2 separate regions of the Pan troglodytes genome follow, and region 2 is linked to region 1. A link is a contact called in public Hi-C data. All regions are on one chromosome and are shown on one strand. Each heading gives the region's core, a stretch centred on a gene start, on an enhancer-like site or on the middle of the called end of the contact. The rest is flanking DNA. Distances are from core to core; before and after follow the strand shown. Region 1 overlaps NUP188 (nucleoporin 188). Region 2 holds the start of NUP188 (nucleoporin 188).

Region 1 (2,818 bases), core at 218-2,717:
CAAAAAAATTAGCCAGGTGTGGCTGCGTGTGCCTGTAGTCCCAGGTACTCAGTAGGCTGAGGCAGGAGAATTGCTTGAACCCAGGAGGTGGAGGTTGCAGTGAGCCGAGTTCACACCACTGTGCTCCAGCCTGGGCGACAGAGTCAAAAAAAAAAAAAAAAAAAGTATTTGAGTGTGTACTTTTGTTCTTTATAAAAGCAGAATTCCTGGTACTGTTTTTCTTTCTTTTTTTTTTTTTTTTGAGACGGAGTCTCGCTCTGTTGCCTAGGCCGGAGTGCAGTGGCACGATCTCGGCTCACTGCAAGCTCCGCCTCCCGGGTTCAGCCATTCTCCTGCCTTAGCCTCCCGAGTAGCTGGGACTACAGGCGCCTGCCACTGCGCCCGGCTAATTTTTTGTATTTTTTTTAGTAGAGACGGGGTTTCACCGTGGTCTCGATTTCCTGACCTCGTGATCTGCCCGCTTGGCCTCCCAAAGTGCTGGGATTACAGGCATGAGCCACCGCGCCCGGCCCTTCCTGGTACTGTTTTTCTTTTGAGACAGTCCCACTCCATCACCCAGGCTGGAGTGCCGTGGCATGATCTCACTGCAGCCTCCACTCCCAGGTTCATGTGATTCTCCTGTCTAAGCCTCCCAGGTTGCTGGGATTACAGGCGCCCACTACAACACCCAGCTGATTTTTTTGTATTTTTAGTAGGGACGAAGTTTTGCCATGTTGGCCAGGCTAGTCTCGAACTCCTGATCTCAAGTGATCTGCCTGCCTCAGCCCCCCAACATGCTGGGATTACAGGCGTGAGCCACTGTGCCTGGCCCCTGGTACTGTTTTATGACTGGCTCCCTTCACTTGATACCATATCAAGCAGTCTTGATGTGCTTCATGCCACATGGGCACATTTGGACTTCCTTCATTCTTTTTTGTCTTTTTTCCTTTTTTTAATTTGGACTTCCTTCATTCTTTTTAATGTTTGCATATCACATCCTAGAATGGATGCATCCTGATTTATTTGCGCTACTTTCTGTCTTTCACTATTACAAGCAGTGCTGCAGTGAACATTATTATCCCTACCACCCTGTAAACATTTGTTTACAGTTCCAAAGATTTATGTAGGTATAAATGAACATGATATTTTTTATTAGATATTTCCAAATTACCTTCCAAAAAACATTGTAACAGTTTATGCTTATAACACCAAGTATTCTATCCTTGCTGCAAGGGCTTCATCATTGTTTAGTCTTTGCCAATCTAATAAGCAAAAAAAGTTTCACTTTTCAGTTTGTATTTATTTAACCATGAGGGAAGTTGAGCATTTCTTTATACTGATTACTGTCTTTCCTGTGAATTTGCGGGCATCTCATGCTTGTTTGTGGTGATGTCCCTTTTAGCCCAGAGCTGTAGTCTGGATGCTTCCCTTTCTGCCAATTTTCTGGGAGCTCTTCAGTGCCCTTCTGCGGGAGCCCATTGAGGTTTTTGTGGAAGCAGAGCTCTAAGCCTGTGTGTTCCGGTCTCCACCAGGTGGCCCCAATGTCAGTGTATGCTTGTCTGGGCAATGATGCGGCTGCCATTCGTGATGCCTTCCTGACCCGATTGCAGAGCAAAATTGAGGACATGCGCATCAAAGTCATGATTCTAGAGTTCCTCACGGTTGCAGTAGAGACCCAGCCAGGCCTCATCGAACTGTTTCTGAACCTGGAAGTTAAGGATGGCAGTGATGGCTCAAAGGTAAGCCTGTAACCTGGGATGACACTGGGAGTTGGCTCACTGGGAGGCAGATGCTGGGCTCTGCAAGTACAGCTGCTGGCAGTGGCTGTGGAACTGAACTCTTACCTGTCCCTTCTTGCAGGAATTCAGCCTTGGGATGTGGAGCTGTCTCCATGCAGTGCTGGAGCTGATTGATTCCCAACAGCAAGATCGGTACTGGTGCCCACCCCTGCTGCATCGTGCCGCCATTGCCTTTTTGCATGCTCTGTGGCAGGATCGGAGGGACAGTGCCATGCTGGTCCTCCGAACCAAGTAAGTCTGCCTCTGGGAGTAGTTTCATTGTTCTGGTCTATAAAATGGGAGTAATAATAGCTCTTATCCCAGAGGTTTGTTGTGACAGTTCACTGGGAATAAGAGTGCTTAGTCCTGGTTCAATACCTGGGAGTTTTACACTAATTCTCTTTCTAATGCTGCTGCAAGTATTAAGGATCTTTAAATATTAAGCACCTGGAAGGTTCAGTTGCTTTTGTGTTCCTGCCTTTTGCTAACTAGCTGCATCAAAACTCATTATTCTTGAGAAACAGTAGATTCAGGAGAGAGGGGCTTGCTCAAGTCACTGGATTGAATGAAACATTCCATTCTATTGGACCTGCTGGCACAAAGGGAAGGAGTGTTAAAAGGCTAAATTTGGGAGTCTGCTGTCTTATTTCCCTCCCTCCTCTTCTGTGGGGCTTTTGGGAATCTACAGTGGAAGGAATCTTGAAGAGTTTTTATTGATCAACTCTATAATGCATAAGTGTGATTCATGAGAGGAAAATGTAATTTTATCTATGGAAACCTTTCATTTATACGGGAACAACTGACTTATCAGACACATATTAGGATTGAGACTGGTAAAATATGAAGTGACGACCAAAGGGAGCTTGAGAGAGGAGAAAATGACTGTGAGAGGGAAAAAGTTATGATTTCAAACATTTATTTCCTTTTTAGACCCAAGTTTTGGGAAAATTTAACCAGTCCACTGTTTGGAACCCTTTCTCCTCCCTCTGAAACATCAGAGGTAAGCTGTGGCAGAGGGCAGGATGGTGGCTACAAGTCCCTTGGAGGAAAGGCTGTGGGCT
Region 2 (2,804 bases), core at 98-2,597, 43 kb before region 1:
TGGACTCGGAAGATGACCGCTTGGCATTCTGGTACAGCACCACCAGGCAGGCCAAGGTGGCCAGCAGAGACCAATAGGCTAGGAGGTAGATGCGGGTGTCTGTCTGGAAGAGAAACTGAAGAAGCCAGAGCAGGGGATTCCTGCGGATGAGCCGGTGCAGCCAGGGTAGGACCACACCAAGGCTCAGCACACAGGTCATGAGGTGGAAGAAGATGGAGGAGGCCCAGGTGCCTGAGTCCATGAAGACGAACAGAGTGCTGAAGAAGATGCCCATGAGTACCATCCCTACTACCACCACCAGCAGGAAGAAGTCCACTGGGTCCCCCTGACTTTCCACCAGTGTCAGAGAGCGCTTGATGAGCTGGTTGAGGACAAAGCTAATGCCACCCAATACCAGCAGTGCCTCGCCAGGGGTGAAGCAGCGGGGCAGCAGGTACAGCAGGATCATGTTGAGATAAACGAAGATCAGAAGGACTTCCAGGACTTCGATCACCTCCCCCACGCTCAGCGAGTGCTTCATGATATAAATGATAACACCTCCAGCCAAGCCCAAGATGACACAAGTGTTGGTTGGCACTGGGCGAGTGATGCCGAGCGCCAACACTGATGAGAAGAGGGCCACTGCCATGCCAGTGGCTGCCACCACAATGCCAAAACGCTCAAAGAACGGGTTCCCAGCAGTCTGGCACCGCTCCTTCATGACTAGTCCAAGCAAAGGCATGACCATGGAGGCGGGCAATAGGCCACTGTTTGCGGACATTCGGAACTGGAAGACGGCGCTTCCCTGCTGTAGCAGCCGGTCCCACTTGTATTGGACGTAGAAGGCCTGCACTGCGAGGGCCACGGCGCACCACGAGTATCGGTCCCATACGGTTGCGTGGATGCTCAGCACCACTGCAAACACTACTGCCGCCTCTGCCAGCACCGATCCACTCAGCGGAGCCCCAGGCCCCGGGGCCGGAGATGGGCACTCTCGGGTCATATCTCTAGACCTGGGGCTTCACGGAGGCCGGGGCGACTACGGACGCCCTAGACTTCGGGCCCCTCAGCCCCGTCAAGCAAAGGGAGGCACTTTCACCCGGCCAGCAACCTTCTCCCTCCGTTCTCCAGAAGCGAAAAGGGAACTCCACCGCAGGTCACTTCTGCGGCCTGGGAGCTGGCGCCCGGCCACCCCCCACAGCCTCCAACCTACGGCGTGGACGTCGCCACTCTGCAGCCTTCCTCACAGTTACAGCCGCCCCCGCTGCCGGTTCCTCACCTCTTTGGGCCTCGCCATCTTGGCACCGCCCCGCGGCAACGTCACGTGACGAAATCCCCGCCCACGCTCCGGATCCGGGGGCGAGCGGTCACGTGGGCATGGCGTCTGGGGGCGGGGTCAGGGCGCGCGGGCGCGCGAAGATGGCGGCGGCCGCCGGCGGGCCGTGTGTGAGGTGCGGAGCGGGTCGAATGGACCAGGGTGGCTGTGAAGCGCGGTGTCAAAGCCGAGCGGAAGCGGGGCGGGAATTGGAGGCGGGATGTGGCGACGGTGGCAGGGCCAACCCCGGCTGGTTGGACGGGCACCGAGACGGGAGGCGGTTACGTCCAAATGGTCCCCGCGCGCGGGGATCTGAAGTCTTCTTCAGGAGGGGGGCCGGCTCTTCACCCCTTCCCTCCGCGCTCGGCCTCCCATCTCCTCACCCAGGGCCCTTTGCCTTCCTCCTCTCTCACCTCCGGCGCGTCTCTTGGCGCCCCACCCGCGCTTCCTTCTCCGGCCGTGACGCTCCCTCGAGCCACGGGGAGCTTTGCGGTCGCCTGGGGTACCCCCCACCCACGTCCCTGCTGCAGGCTCCCAGTGTCCTGCCCCGGCGTCGAGTGCGCCCTGCTGGCTCCCCGACCTCTCCCGCGATCTGTTCTTGTTAGGATTTTGTTTCGCGTTGAGCGGAGCCACGCTTGCGGCTTCTGTCCTCTCCGCGCCTCGTATCGTTCTTTTCTTGCACTGAATCAGTCAGCCAGCATGTCCAAATCCTCCAGGAGATTTCAGGAATTGAACTAGGCTTTAGGGACAAGAAGATGAAATATTATATACGAAAGCTACAATTTTGACAAAGTGCTTTCTAGCGTCAGACCCTGGTGGAGCGCTTCCCATGAGTTATCTCATTCAATTCTCGCAACTCCGAGAGGCGCCTTCTATTTCACAGATGACTCAGAAGTCCGGCTCAGAGCTAGCCAAGTGATAAAGAGAGCATTCAGGCTGAAGTCTGCGTGCCTCCAGTGCTATAACCAGACCACCACGCCTCCCTCTGTCTTCCACATTGCAGCTCGAAGGTCTTCGTTCTTCCCACCACCCTCCCTCAAAGTTAAACATCCCTGTCTCTTATCCTTCCCTGTGCCAGCAGTGTTTTCCCCAATTTTTTTTTTTTTTTTTTTTTTGAGACGGAGTCTCGCTCTGTCGTCCAGGCTGGAGTGCAGTGGCACGATCTCGGCTCACTGCAAGCTCTGTCTCCCGGGTTCATGCTATTCTCCTGCCTCAGCCTCCCAAGTAGCTGGGGATACAGGCACCCGCCACAACGCCTGGCTAATTTTTTGTATTTTCAGTAGAGACAGGGTTTCACTGTGTTAGCCAGGATGGTCTCGATCTCCTGACCTCATGATCCGCCCGCCTCGACCTCCCAAAGTGCTGGGATTACAGGCATGAGCCACCGTGCCCGGCCCTAACAATATTATTATATAACAAGATTACTTTCCAAAAATTTAACAAATCATTTTGTATATTGAGATTTTTTGCTTTTAGAGAGTAGACAAAATGGCTATGAGGCAGTGAACAA

What was found. Hi-C and Micro-C count contacts between places; a contact is called where the count stands out from the background.
Region 2: a contact with region 1 is called in a Hi-C map of induced pluripotent stem cells, with 1.9 times the contacts expected there. The contact joins the promoter of NUP188 here to the enhancer-like site in region 1. A contact is called at or near these places in 3 of 7 Hi-C or Micro-C datasets (induced pluripotent stem cells and stem cell-derived neural progenitor cells) and 1 of 1 datasets of contacts at active chromatin or transcription factors (stem cell-derived excitatory neurons).

The regions. Positions count from the first base shown.
Region 1 is chr11:9,466,765-9,469,582 of NHGRI_mPanTro3-v2.0_pri, reverse strand. NUP188 (nucleoporin 188) reads left to right here. Exons shown (of 44, transcript XM_520414.8): 26 at 1,512-1,718; 27 at 1,840-2,009; 28 at 2,688-2,757. Among named protein-coding and RNA genes, the nearest start is that of SH3GLB2, 35 kb to the right of the region's middle. Within about 2 kb of position 1,467, at least 5 of the 24 cell types and tissues checked have an H3K27ac peak or open chromatin away from gene starts, as enhancers often do. A contact at or near this core is called in induced pluripotent stem cells, where this site is marked.
Region 2 is chr11:9,509,946-9,512,749 of NHGRI_mPanTro3-v2.0_pri, reverse strand. It overlaps NUP188 (nucleoporin 188), which reads left to right and starts at 1,347. Exons shown (of 44, transcript XM_520414.8): 1 at 1,347-1,430. The coding sequence starts at 1,357. DOLK (dolichol kinase) reads right to left here and starts at 1,272. Exons shown (of 1, transcript XM_001162301.5): 1 at 1-1,272. The coding sequence starts at 982.